Linked DNA regions of Mus musculus: region 1 is linked to region 2. Evidence: chromatin contacts called from public Micro-C data. All regions are on one chromosome and are shown on one strand. The core of a region is the stretch at or near the end of the contact, and the rest is flanking DNA. Distances in the headings are between cores, read along the strand shown.

What was found. A called contact is a pair of places that touch in the nucleus more often than the background predicts.
Region 1: a Micro-C map of embryonic stem cells shows a contact between it and region 2, with 5 times the contacts expected there. The contact joins the promoter of Akt1 here to the promoter of 2810029C07Rik in region 2. A contact is called at or near these places in 2 of 39 promoter capture datasets (liver and pre-B cells), 1 of 484 Hi-C or Micro-C datasets (embryonic stem cells) and 3 of 115 datasets of contacts at active chromatin or transcription factors (extraembryonic endoderm stem cells, pancreatic cancer cells and trophoblast stem cells).

The regions. Positions count from the first base shown.
Region 1 is chr12:112,672,851-112,679,608 of GRCm38.p6, forward strand. It overlaps Akt1 (thymoma viral proto-oncogene 1), which reads right to left and starts at 1,426. Exons shown (of 14, transcript NM_009652.3): 1 at 1,150-1,426. It overlaps Gm30150 (a long non-coding RNA gene), which reads left to right and starts at 1,626. Exons shown (of 3, transcript XR_381988.3): 1 at 1,626-1,847; 2 at 2,169-2,702; 3 at 2,841-3,120. It overlaps Zbtb42 (zinc finger and BTB domain containing 42), which reads left to right and starts at 5,990. Exons shown (of 2, transcript NM_001100460.1): 1 at 5,990-6,095; 2 at 6,526-6,758. The coding sequence starts at 6,543.
Region 2 is chr12:111,570,783-111,578,154 of GRCm38.p6, forward strand. 2810029C07Rik (RIKEN cDNA 2810029C07 gene) reads right to left here and starts at 3,620. Exons shown (of 2, transcript NR_045295.1): 1 at 3,091-3,620; 2 at 1,535-2,958. It overlaps Mark3 (MAP/microtubule affinity regulating kinase 3), which reads left to right and starts at 3,739. Exons shown (of 18, transcript NM_001370744.1): 1 at 3,739-4,319. The coding sequence starts at 4,269.

The sequences.
Region 1 (6,758 bases), core at 176-2,675, 1.1 Mb after region 2:
GCCAAATGCCAAAGTAGGAAAGACCACACCTGGCCCAAGAAGGAAAGAGCCCTTCCCTCAGCAAGCAGGTGGCGACTAAAAGCCAGAACGAAAAAGATAAGCCAAGAAGAAATCCCAGCTCAGTGACTGTCAGAGTGGGTGTGGCCTGGAGGCAGAGGGCTGTACTGCAAGATCTCTCTCGGTGGATGTCCCCTACCCCCACCCAGCCCCAAGGTCTGCTGATGACAGTCAGCTGTCCAGAGCCGTGTAAAAATAAATTCATACACACGGAGTGAAGAAACACAGCCATGTTAACGCCAATGTCCACATCAAGCCGACTTAAGCATGGGACACTCTTCCCACCATGCCATGCCGTAAGGGCATATGGTTGCTATTGTTAAGTCTTAAGAGTTCAGCCCCTCTGGGACACTGGCCCGTGAGCCACACGCCCAGCTGGGGCCCCACCAAGGCGACTCGCCCTTCACTTTAGTGATGGCTCTAGGCAGTCAAGGCTAGCCACCTGGAGCAAGACCAGGGGCCTGGGGGAAGGAGGAGTTTGGCCACACAGCAGAGGCCCAAGGTTCCACCACCGCCCAACTTAGAAACCAGTCCTCTTTAGACAATTCCATCAGCTCAGCCAGTATCCCGGATCCGGGAGACCGAGTCCACGCCGTCCTCAAGGCCCCCCCCCCCCCCGGCACCTCCAGAAACCACCTAGTCCAGGAAGCAGCTTCCGGGCCCAGGAGGGTTAGCAGTCCTTTGTGGGCTAGCCTGGGCACTGTGCCACCGCGCACAACTTTCTGTCCGTGGGAAATGAGTTCTCCTTCCCAGGGCCCTCCCACCGCACGCAGGCCGCGGGGCGAGCCTTTCTCCTACCCTCGCTGGCCGAGTGCCCGGGCAGCCCCAGGCCCCAGGGCGCACCGGCCCCCACTGCGCACACCAACAGCGCCCCTCTCCCGCGACCTGGCCCCGTGGAGCGGCCACCCAAGGTCACGCAGCGGCCGCCCGCACCCTCGCCGGCGTGGGCCTCCTGCGCGACCAGCCCGGCCCCGCGCGCTCCCCGCCCAGGCCTCCGCTCGGCCACTTCCTGCTCCTACTCCGAGGCGCGGCGCGGCCGGGAACAAAGCGGGGTGGCCGCGGCCCGGAACAGGGCGCGGCGCGGGCACTCACCGGGCCGCCGCGTGCGGGCGACTGGGCCTAGCCGGGCCGCGGCCTCGGGCGCCCGCCGCTCCGCATCCCGCGGGCGGGCGCTGGGCGGGGCCGGCTGAAGGCAGCGGCGTCCGGGCGCGCGCTGCTGGCCGGATCTGGGCCGCCGCGGTGCCGGCCACAGGACGCTGCTCGGTCCGCTCCGCTGGTCCCGGACTCGCGTGCGCTGCCGCGCTGGGCCGGCCGCCCGCCGACTCGGTGCTGCCGCCGCCGCCGCCGGCCCGCCTTCTCCCCGCCCCGCGCCCGCGCCGCCCGCCCACATCCGCCTCCGCCGCCCCGGGCGCCCCCGGCGCGGCCCGCGGCCAGGGCGAGGCACCCCGTGAGCGCGAGCGCGGCCCCGCAGGCGCCGCCCTCGGGTGGCCCCGAGCCAGGGCCACGCGGGTAACGGAGCCCCGCCGCAGATCCAGAGCTCCAGCTCTGGTCTGGGTTTCCCGGTTTGTGGGACCTGGCCCTTCCCTGCCTAGCTCTCCAGACCCCAAGGAGGGAGGCCAGCGTGGGAAGTGAATCAGTTTGACTCTCAAGAGGCCCAACTGTCCCCATCTTGGGAGCCGGGAGAGACCGGTCACCGGTGTCCTAAAGGCCAGCCAACACAAGAAAGAAGGCTATTGAGGGCTCATCCAACCCAGTACTGCCTGCCACAGCAACTGATAAGGACTCCCCAGGTGACAGGGAGGACGGGAGCACACCTGGACACCCAGAGGGGGCAGATTCAGGGGTAGGACTCAGTCAGCCAAGACCTTGCTGTGGACTCAGATGGGTGAGGCTTGGGGGGCGGTTCCTTATGGTGTCCCGGAATTGAAGAGTCAAGGTGGTTCCTGCCTCTTATCCATCCTCAGTCCTTCCCCCTTCGGCCAGCCTCAGCAGTTCCTGCGCAGGGCCCCTCCCTCGTCCCAGAAGCCCGACTTGATAGTAACCCTTTTGTGAATTTACCTTCATGTGTTTGGTATTTTTAACCAGGGGGCATTTTTTGTTTTTCATACAAGGGTCAGAGTTCACCAGGAGTGTAAACAAGAGGGTAGATTTAGTAGTCCACGCTATCGCCCAGGATGGAAATCGGAGCTCCTTCTCGGGCTCCTGGGGCTGACCTGGGAAGCACACCCCACTCCCGGAGAAGAACTCACTCTCCTCTCAGCCACGCCCCATACCCTTCAGACGGGGATGGGGATGGGGGGCTCTGTTCTGTGCCCTATCTGCTGCACAGCTGCCCCAGCTCAGAGAGCCTCCAGGGCGCTAAGTCAGAGGCTCAGCAGCAGTTCTGTTCTGCTCCAGCAGTATCCCTGACCCTGAGAGTGGCCTTCAGAGGCTGAGAGTCACACAAATATCCATCACTCGCCCAGCAAACCTTCACCCCAGGCCCCCAACTCCTCCTCTCCTACTTCCCCCATCCCGTTGCTACACAGTTAGAGCCAGCAGGGCGCCCTCTTGTGGAACACAGCAATTTCTGGCTGTTCTCTAGTGACCCTTCTCACTCGGATGCTCTTCCTGGAAGCCACTGTTGGAGACAGCTCCTACCTGTGGTGAGCCCTGTTTCTATGCAGTAACCAGTCCCGCCTCCCTTCTTTGTGTCTCTATCTTCCCCCGAGTCCGGAGTGGGTTGGGGGATAGGCGACTCCTTCTGGGTCCACACTTTGGCAACACCTCTTTGGGCCTCCTAGACAGAGCCACAAGGTGAGTAAGGTCCGCCTTACTGAGACTTGCCACTGGCCTGCTCTGCAGCCATGCTCTCCAACAAAAACTGGTCCCGGGGGCTGGCGAGATGGCTCAGCGGGTAAGATGACTGCTCTTCCGAAGGTCCTGAGTTCAAATCCCAGCAACCACGTGGTGGCTCACAACCACCCGTAATGAGATCTGACGCCCCCTTCTGGTGCGTCTGAAGACAGCTACAGTACTTATGTATAATAATAAATAAATCTTCAAAAAAAAAAAAACCAAAAACCAAAAACAAACAAACCAACCTGTGGTTCCTGACCCTCTTCCCCCCTCACAGAGGTCTTCCCCCCTCTCTCACAGAGGTCTTCCTCCCTCTCATCCCTGGCAGCTTGGTAGGATGCAGGCACTATCCTGAGCTAAGAGGTCTGGGCATCAGCTACATAGTGAGATATGCTCTTGAGACAGCTCCCAAGTTAGATGGCACCCGAAATCTAGAGAGGTTCTGCCTGTAGCAGCCGGACTGTGGCTCTGTGATAGCCTCTGTCATCTATATGCCAGTAGAGAGGCATCTCGGAGTGGCAGGTGTCAGGGTTCTCAGCACAGATGGTGGACCAGTCTGAGGAATGTCCAGTGACCCTGCAGGTGTGGCTGGTCCTGCAGGCAGCAGTTTCACTGTCTTTGTACCTCACAGGTTCTCTGCCCTAAGACCTATGTAGGGTAAGTGAGAGGCGAGGCTGTGAGGCATTGCCCAACATGGAGGAAGAGGGAAAAGGGGGGCTGGTTGGTGTCAGCGTTCAACATCCAGCCATCATTTTCTCAAGAACCGTTCTGTGGCAGGCTTAGGCACACAAGCGTGGCCTGCTAAAGGAACAGGGACGCACCTTGATGGACAACCTTGGACTCTGCACAGGTCCATGCAGGATGGGTTGCAGGTCAAGAGGGATCAGGGAGGAACTCACTAAAGACGTGACCTTCAAGCAAAGGCAGGAATAAAGAGGAGAGACCGTGTCAGGGACTTTGGAAAGAACATCCCAGGACCACAGGCACATCGCCTTACGGTATGCCCTGAAGTTAATTTTCACAGGTCCCTAGAATATGCTCTGATTCCCGTGTTGCTAGTCCCCAGTAGCAGAGGTATTTATTATTAAGGGGGTAGGGCAGTGGTTCTCAACCTGTGGGTCACGACCCATTGGGGATAAAATGACCCTTTCATAGAGGTCGCCTAAGATCATCAGAAAAGCAGATGGTTCACAGGACGATTCGTAAAAGTGGCAAGATTAAATTTATGAAGTAGCGACAAAAAATAATTTTATAGTTAGGAGTCACCACAACATGAAGAACTGTATTATTAAAAGGTTGAAGCATTAGGAAGGTTGAGAACCACGGATATTGGGGCTCAGAATCATGCTAATTCTGGGAGGGGCTGAGGCAGAGGCAGGCTCCAGAGAGGGACGGTAGGATCTGGGCTTACTCTGAACATAGGATGTGGGCCATTCCTACAGAGGTAGAGTGGTGGTAAATACTTGGACAGTCAGAGGGAACTGGCCCTCCCCCGGCCGGGCTCCTATGTTGGGGGCAGCCAAGCTCCGCCCCTCAGCCATGCAGTGCCTGGATAACTGCCAGGTGACTCTAGGCTTCTTACTGCAGGTGCCAGATGAAGAAAATATAGTCAAATGTGCATTTCAGACACATACATTTCTTTTCCAGGGCAGGAAGTTGAGACTGGGCCTTGCCATGTAGCTCAGGCTGGTCTAGAACTTGAAATATCCCTGCTTCAACCTCCGTTTAGTACAACACTGGTTTTCTTCCCTGTAGAATCTAGGTCCTCCAGGAACCCTGGGAGCCCCCTTGGGCTTCCAATACAACTTTGAACAGGCCCCCTGGAGCTGTCCCCAACAGCCAGAAAGCCCCACTTCACAACTGGGTACTCTGTTCTGAGTGTCTAATGAGCCGGGCAGGGGGTTGGGGGGAGAGACAGGACTCAGCGGCTGTCTCTACCCAGAATGCCTTTGGATATTCTACCCAAACCCCTTTCCCTGTAATTCCTGTGCAAGACCTCCTTCATACTTACCCTCCAGCTCTCTATGTGGTGCCCACCCAACATTATTGGTCCCTGGACTTCTAACAAATGCAAGGTGAAAATTCGGAACGGGCCTAGCCCCATAGGAACTCTGGCTCTGTGATTTGGTACTGCGTGGCCCCTCCCTCACGCTAGAACTGTAAATGAGAGTGTCTAACTGACAAGCTTAATGAAGCTCAACGTGAGCGATGTCTCAAGCAACTTCAAGCCCCCTCAGCTAAGAATACCCCTCCGCCTGCACACTTGGGAGCCATTGGTGTAGCCCATGCCAAGGGGCCTCGACTCCTCTAAACCCCGGGCTCTATTGTCACGTCCTCTCCCCAGAAGAAGCAGGAGTCTCCTCAAACCCTGCTGACCCTGATTCCCCTGGAACACTGTGCCCAGGGTGCCGGCCCTGGCCTCTCTCCATATCACTCCTCCTACATCCTGTGTGTGACCTGTCTGCCTAACTCCGGAGGTCTCCTGCCACTTCTCTGTGATTGTGTCTTAAACCCATCCCACCACATCTGCCCTACCCAGTGCCCTCTGTCACAGATCTTAGTGCGCTTGACTGTCAGCCCAGGGTCTGCAGAGGGCGGTAATTCTCTCTCTGAGACCCCAGCTCCACGGCCTGTCCCAGATGTGTTAACGTGAATTCAAGAGAAATCTTCATAGGGCGAAGTGAATTTCTTTTTGACATTTGTGGTCTCTCATTGGCGCCCTGACCCATCTGAAGGACCGTCTTCCAACGGGTCCGAGGCCATTGTCCCGTAGTCCACGGAGAAGCAACTGCCCCTTTGTCCACCAGGGCAGTCGGGACCCCATGGAGGACACAGAGGCCCAGGAGACAAGTATCGCGAGAGGGTCCCGCACCCCCTCCCGTCACAGAGTGCGGCGGGCTAGCTTCTAGCGGGACTGACCGGGTGGGGCGGACAGAGAAGGGGTAGCGAGGTGACCTCAGCGGTTCGGCCGCTCCGGGAAGTCGCCCGGTCCGCCCCCTCCAGCTCCAGCCGGGAGTTTCGCTCTTCGGGGCGGGGCAAGCAGCAGGCGTTGCCCCGCCGGCCAAGTTAGTGCGCGCCCCGCCCGGCGCCGTCCGGGTCCCCGCGCCCTCCCGGCCGGGGCGCGCCGCCCCCAGTTCGGTGCGGTCCGAGCTGCACGGGAAAGCTTGCAGAACGAGCGGAGAGCCGCGCGTGCGGCGAAGGTGAGCACAGGGGCGGGTACTCGGCTCCGCCTGCCTAGCCGGCCGTTCCCCACGGCCGCGCTGCCATAAATGGGGCCGACGGCAGCGGTGGCAGCTGGCGGCGGTGCGGGCGGGCGGCGACTCTGGCGTCGGGGGGCGCGGCAGGCGGGGGGGGGGGGGCGAGGCAGCCTGAAGTCCTGACTTCTTTCTGTCCGCGCGGCTCGGCCCCTCCGCTGCGCCCCGAGCCCCGCCCCGGCGGCAGAGCGGCTTCTGTTTACTTTCGATCGAGTTTTTCCTGCTCCGGGCAGGTGCCGGGGCAGCTCAGGGCTGGCGGTTGCGCGCGTCACTCCCGCGCCTCTCTGTGGGCTGCCTGCACCCGGGAAGGGCGCGTCGGGGCGAGCGGGGGCCACGGCATCCCCGGCGTGTTGACAGGCGTCCCGTTTGTGCCCAGGTGATGACTGCGGCGGCATGGAGTTCCCGGAGCACGGCGTACGGCTGCTGGGCCGCCTGAGGCAGCAGCGCGAGCTGGGGTTCCTGTGCGACTGCACTGTTCTGGTGGGCGACGCGCGCTTCCCTGCGCACCGCGCTGTACTGGCCGCGTGCAGTGTCTACTTCCATCTCTTCTACAGGGATCAGCCCGCGAGCAGCCGCGACACGGTGCGGCTCAACGGCGACATCGTCACG
Region 2 (7,372 bases), core at 2,370-4,869:
AGAGGCAGGTGGATTTCTGAGTTCGAGGCCAGCCTAGTCTACAAAGTGAGTTCCAGGACAGCCAGGACAAAGAAACCCTGTCTCGAAAGACAAAAAACAAAAACAAAAACAAAAACAAAAAAACCCCAATAACTAAGAATTTTAAATTTATTCATTTGTGTGTGTATGGTCACACACACGTACCAAGGCAGGTGTAGAAATCAGAGGGAAACCTGCAGGACTCACTGCTATTCTCCATTGGGTCCTAGGGATTGGACTCAGGTCAACGGGCTTGGTGGCAAGCACCCGCATCAGATGAGCCACTTTGCCAGCCTATCTTCAGGTAAATATTTTGCATAGAATTGTAGTATTGTGGAGCATGCATAACTTGGCGATTGTTGCTAATGCTACCAGCTGTAGTTAAATTCTTCCAACATGTCATTTTAAAAAATTGTTTTGCCCAGGCAGTGGTGGTGCACGCCTTCAGTCCTAACCCTCTGGAGACAGAGGCAGGTGAATCTCTGAGTTTAAGGCTATCCTGGTCTACAGAGTGAGTTCCAGGGCAGCCACTGATACACAGAGTAACCCTGTTTTGAAAACAAAACAAAACAAGCAAACAAATAAATAAAACCTAATTAAAATGTAAATACTATTCAAGTGTGTTTTGACTATGTGTGTATATGGGAGCATGCCTTGTACCTAAGGGCCAGAAGAGGTCGCTGGATCCCCTGGAACTGGAGTTTCAGAAAGTTGTGAGCTGTCGTAAGGGTGCAGGGAACTGGACAAAGGTCCTCTACAAGAGCAGCAAGTACTTGTTACTGCTGAGCCATCTCTCCTGCACCCTGTCTTTTTTTCTATGTCATCTTGGCAGGACTGGAACTCTCTACACTAGATTGGCCTCGAACTCATGGATCTTCCTGCCTCTGCCTTTCATGTGCTAGAGGGAGATTCAGAATGTGAAGTGCTCGCCATGCAACTACAGGGACCTGAGCCTTATGCTCGGAGCCCAGATAAAGAAGACAGGTGTGGTGGTACATGCTTGTAACCCTAGGGCTGAAGAAGCAGAGAGCGCAAGATCTCTGGGGCCGGCTGCACAGCCAGCCAATCTGTGGGGAGCTCCAGAGCAAGGAGAGACCCTGTCTTTCAACCGCTGGGACACAAGCGAGCTGCTGTGCCCACCTGGAGTTTACGTGGATTTGGGAGATCCAATCTTTTGCTTGAGCACCGAGACCTTTAACCGCTGAGCCATCTCCCCAGCCCTGGGTGCATTTCTGACTTGCAGTGGGTTTGTTGTTACGATGCTCAAGGTAGGAACTGCTTCAGTAGGAGGACAGGAAACAGACTGGGCATGCGGGGTGTACACTTGCACTTTCGGCCTCAGGAAGGCTGAGGCAGGGTAGGAACTGAAGGCCAGCCTGAGCTGCGCAGCAAGACTGTCTAAAAATAAATAATAAAGGGCCGGTGGGGGAGAGAATTGGCTTGAGCCTGAGCTACGCTGCAAGACTGTCTAAAAAAATAATAATAAGGGGGCGGGAAATCAAGCCAGAAACAAGAATTATGAAAAGAATAGTTTAAAGTTTAATTGCTCCATTCCTCTGGACACAACCTCGTCCTTCTCCAGCCCATGCCCTCCTGGTCCCCCTCTCCCTTTTCATGGGCCACAGATATGCTTGCTGCTTCCAGCTCTTTACGGTGAGTCTACATCTCGTCAGCTTCAATTCCAAACTTTATGAAAACTAGGAGGTAGCTTGAGGTGAAGTGCTGTCATCTTTACCCCTAACCTCTGGCATTCATTGACTCAGAGTTTAATGTGTCGCTTGAGTGAGGAAGTCCCCCTGGGGGAAGCCTCGTGACCAGTTACTTCTCTGGCCCGTGTGGGTGCTCTGAAGTGTCCACAGACCTCTGTAAAGCTCCTGCCGGAGAGAGGCTGACAACCTTCTGGGAAGTTTCCCCAATTCTTCAGGAGCCAGTGCTGAAGCACCAGAATTCCTCAGGGTGGAGGGGAGAACTTGTTTCGGGCCATGTCTAACTCTCCCTGGCTCCTGCCTCTCACATGCTCCTGTTGAATTTCCTTGGATTCACCCTGTTGTTTCTCACCTCCGTGCTTTTCTGTATTAGGCTAAACTGGGTGTCTGACAGGCCCTAGGCATCACTCTGTCTCTTCAGCTATCATTCCATCTTCAGAGTAAGTATGCCTTCTGTAAGTCTCCCCTTAGACCCACGAGTGGGATAGGATGCCCTCGGTTGGTCTCTTAGCTGTGGAGCACGTGTCCACTCATCACAACCTACATTTCAGTTGAACTGTGTGGAGCAAACATTTGATTCAGAGGCTTTCCTCTGCAGTCCTCTGCTTAACCAAAAAGGGAGAAAGAGAATAACATTTAATAACCCATCTGGTGCCCCGAGCACACCCCTAAGAGGGTGAGATAGGAGCTCTGAGTGCGTCTTGGCCCCGGCTTGTTTTGTCTTGGGACCCTCTGGCCTCTCTGGATGTGATGCTGGTGTTTGAAGATCTGTTGTTTCACAAAGCAGGATACACCAGGATATCGGGGTGTTGGGGGGGCAGAACCAAAGCAAGCAAACAAAACATAAGAAGGAAAGAAAGCAAAGTTTAGTCACTCACAAGTTTAGCCATTTCTAAAGCTGTAGGAATGGGGTTCAGATCCTTCTATAACCAACACCACCGATGGCCTGGGTAAAGTAACCAACTTACCCAGACTTTAGGTCACGTGCTGTGCCTGAGCATCTTATGCGGCTACACTGAGGCTTAATGAATAACCGGCACAAGGTGGACTATTAGTAACAGTTTGTCTTACCCCGGCTCACATAGCCCTCCCTCCTCTACCAATGGATTCTCTCCTTAGAAGACATAAAGAGGTGACACGCTGAGCAGGCCTTCTAGAAGAGGCAGCATATTCAGAGTTCCACCTGCAGGTCACTCCCTGGTCCAAGCCTGTAGCAATATCGCTCTTCAGAAGACTGAAGTAAGAGAGGGAGAGGCGAGAGAGGAGGAAGGAGAAAGGGACAGAGGGGAAAAGTGAGGGATAGAGGGAGTGAGAGAACGAAAGGGAGAGGAAGAGACAGAGAAATATTGATTATATAAGCCCCTACCGGCATTTAGGATCTGATCCTGGGGGCGTCTACGTGATCTCATCGAGTCCCTCTTCCCAGCTTTTTGTGCTACCTTGTTATTTTATACTTCACTCTTTCATCCGAATGGGTATTCAATTGAGCCGGCTCCGATAACCAGTGGCTCCTTAGTCAGAGGCAAAAAAGTTCTTTGGCTGGATGCTAGATGCCTCGGTTACGAAGCAGGAGCCTGGCTCCTTCCTCTTCAGCTAGACCAGTGACTGCTGCTTCGCTGCTGGAGCTCCATCCTTTGCAGCGTGGCCGCGGGAAAGAAAAGTCAATTTTTGCAAACAGTAGGCTCTTCATGTGTAGTATAATCCAGACAGCCTAGATCTGTACTCTGCAAATGCCAGCCCAGCAGTCGGGCACAGGATGCCCTCTAGGGAAGTGGTCCGGAGGGGTCAGGGATGCCCAGGCAATCTGGACCATTGGAACTCTCCGCCCGCTAGAGAGGAGACCAAGCAAGACCTTTCCGACGGCACCACCCCCTCAGACCCAACAGGACGAGTCGCCCCTAGCAACAGCAGCCGGCAGCTAGCTCCGACCGCGCTGATTGGCGGAACTCCAGGCGGCCGTAGCGTCACTTCCGGCAGCCGGAGGCAGCGGAGGAAGCCGAGGCGCGGCCATCTTGAGTCTGTAAGGCTCCTGAGGTGCCGGGAGCGGCGGTGGCAGCCGGCAGGGCGAGGCCGGGCGGAAAGCGAGCCGGAGAAGGGAAAGCAGCCGGGCGTGGGCGCCTCCTCCGCGGCTCCCTCCATGGTCGGCGCCTGCAGGCCGCGGCGGCCTGTCTTGCGCTCCATCTCCGCTCCATCCTCCTGCGCTGCTGCCTCTTCAGGGGCTGCCGGCCGCGCCGTGTCGAGCCCCCGGGGCTGAGCTCCGCGGCGCTGCGGCTGCGAGCGGCGAGGAGGCGCGGGGCCCGCGAGGCCCGTGAGGTGCCCTGAGGCTTGCGGCGGCGGCCAGCCGGCCCGCTTCCAGTGCGGCCGCCGGCGCTGGGGGAGAATGAGCCCCGGGGCCCGCGGGCGCACGGCCCGGGCCAGGCCGGAGATCTAGACTCCGGCCAGGGAGGGCAGGGCCCGGAGGCTCGCGGCCGCTGCTCGCCGGCCGCCCAAAGCTGGGCGGTTTTGTTTTCGCCTTGGCGTTGTGCGGAATCAAAGCGCAATAAGATGTCCACTAGGACCCCTTTGCCAACGGTGAATGAACGAGACACTGAAAACGTGAGTGGACTGCGCTGCAGGGTGGCAGACCCTCAGGGTGGTAGCAGGGGGATCCAGCCCAGATGCTCCAGGCAGGGGTCAAGGCGCAGCCCTGTCCTGCGGCGCGCGTGCGGCCTGCGCGCTGTCCTTACGGTCGGCTGAGCATTACCCGTCCGTGCGCTGCTGCGGCCAGTGCGCGGTTGAACACAACTCTCCTCTTAACGTCGGGCAGGGTCTGAGCCTGCCAGTCAGACCTAGGTGCAGATTAATAGGATCCAATCGGGTCGAGCGGAGCGCCCTTTAAAAGGGGACTAAGTTTAATGACAACTGCCAAAACTAAGTGCCCCGTGGAGAGATCCTTGTGGGCCCCCGTAGTTCCCGCACTCACAAGAGTAGTTCTCTGCTCCAGAGCCGCTGCCTTTATCAAGGAGTAGCTTCCCGTCCTTGGCAAAGCTAAATCTGTTCGGAAGCAGCGGGCTGAGTGTTTTGAGAAGCAGATGTGAAGCTCTGCTCTGTTCTGCTGCCCGGCCGAGGGACACCCACTGGGTTGCCTTTTCCTTCCGCTGCAAAAGGTTGGCTTGGAGTAGCTCTCAGGCCCGGTCCAGTGTGCACACCCAGCAAATCTATGTAAAAGGATTTTGTTGGAAAGGACCTGCAGAACCAAACCAAACCACAGCCTGGAGCAGCATTGCTAGGGAGTGACAAACGTGTAGTAGAAGTTCTACTGAAGAAATGTTTGACCTGCCCAAGTGTTTTTTGAACTCTTCTTCCGCATCGGATTCCAAAGTGTTCCAGCCTAGCTTTGTCCTCTGTAAAGCATTTAGTAAATAACTTGTAAAGAAACTTCACTGGCCTTTCATTATGCGGAGCTATGAGGTAACTGCTGGCAAGAAAATGCAGTCTCTTTGGAAAAGCTTTCATGCTTCGGGTGTTTTCATGCTTTGAAAACCATCCTTAGACATGGTGACCTAGTGGTATCAAATGCCTTCATTTTAATCTTCAAAATGACACTTGTGCTTGATAGCTATTAGGTAATTTAATCTATTTGGTCTAAGTCATCTCTGTGGTGTGTTACTATACAGTTGTATATGTTCTTCCCCCTGAGATAGATAGAAGATTTCCTAACTGGGAGAGCTTAGACTAGACCTTTTCCCTCCTCTTCCTTCCTCACCCTTCTCCCCTTCTTTCTCTTTTTTTTCTCTTCCTCACTTCTTTGTTCCACAGTTCTTGCTGTGTTGCTTGGGCTGTCTAAGGGAGCCTCTGCCTCAGTTTCCCCACAGCAGAGGATACAGACACATCCACCTGAGACCTTTCCTCTTTATGTTCTTTTGAAGAAACTTATCTTTGACCTGATTGATCATCATATTCTTTGGCTACCCTAAAAAATGAAGCAAGTAAATCAGTTGATTGGCTTTGATCATTGAAATCAAAACTTTAGGTAGAACTAGAACTTATGCTTTCTAAATTGAAGAAACAGGTTTATGATAATGAAAGACACCATTTTAGTCTTCTTTAAATTTCTATACTATCATCTGTCTGTCTATCTAATCTGCCATGTCTGTCTGTCTGTCTGTCTGTCTATCTATCTATCTATCTATCTATCTATCTATCTATCTATCTATCTATCTATCTAATCTGCCATGTCACTGTGTAGCTCTGGCTATCCTGGAATTCTCTATGTAGACTAGTGACCTGCCTGCCTCTGCCTCTGAAGTGCTGGGGTTTAAAGGCATGCTCCACCCTGCCTGGCTTTAACAGTATATTTCATGGGGGTGGGAGGACTCAAGGAGAAGTAGTCTATTTTTAGTCTGGAATGCATGGTTTTAGGTAGTTATTTGTGATTATTTTAGACTGAAGTGGCTCATTCTTCCCATGTTCTTTGTCAATTTGTTAAGTTGTTTTGTGATTTTGTATGTGGTAGAATTGCTACCTTTGTTTTTAAAAACAACCTAAGGGCTAGAAATGTGCCTCAGTGATAGAGAGAAAACTTTAGGATGTGAAGGATGCCTTATTCTTTTTCTTTTTCCTTTTCTCTTCTTTTCTCTTCCTTCCTTCCTTTCCTTTCTTCTTTCTTTTTTTGGTTTTTCCAGGCAGGGTTTCTCTATATAGTCCTGGCTGTCCTGGAACTCACTTTGTAGACCAGGCTGGCCTCGAACTCAGAAATCCATCTGCCTCTGCCTCCCAAGTGCTGGGATTAAAGGCGTGTGTCACCACCGCCCGGCATATGCTTTTTGTTTTTGTTTTGTTTTTTTGGTTTTTTTGGGTTTGGTTTTTTGAGACAGGATTTCTCTATATAGCCTTGGCTGTCCTGGAACTCACTTTGTAGACCAGGCTGGCCTCGAACTCAGAAATCCACCTGCCTCTGCCTCCCGAGTGCTGGGATTAAAGGTATGCGCCACCACGTCCCGCGCTTTTTGTTTTGAAGATAGGATTTCTCTGTGTATATCTGGCTGTCCTGGAACTCACTCTGTAGACCTGGTTGGCCTCAAATTTAGAGGTCTGCCTGCCTCTGCCTTCTAAGTGCTGGGATTAAAAGGTGTTTGCCATTGGGTTGGAGAAATGTCTCAGCTACTAAGAGCATCGACTGCCCTTTCAGAGGTCCTGAGTTCAACTCCCAGCAACCACATGGTGGCTCACAACCATGTAATGGGATCAATGCCCTCTTCTGGTGTGTCTGAAGACAACTACAGTGTACTCAAATAAATAAAGTAAATAAACCTTAAAGAGAGAGAGAGAGAGAGAGAGAGAGAGAGAGAGAGAGAGAGAGAGAGAGAGAGAGAGAGGGGCTTGCCATCACTGACCAGCCACTTTAAATTTATTATCTTATTTATTTAGGTCTTTTGTTTTTGTTTTTTTGAGACGGGGATTCAATATGTAGCCCTGGCCACTCTGAAACTCACTCTGTAGAAGAGGCTGGCCTCAGCCTCAGAGATATGCCTGCCTTTGCCTCTCTACTGCTAGGATTAAAGACATGCTTCACTGCTACCAGGTGCATAATACTTTTGAGATTGTGGTTTTTTTTTTTTTTTTTTTTTTGGTTTTTTGAGACAGGGTTTCTCTGTGTAGCCCTGGCT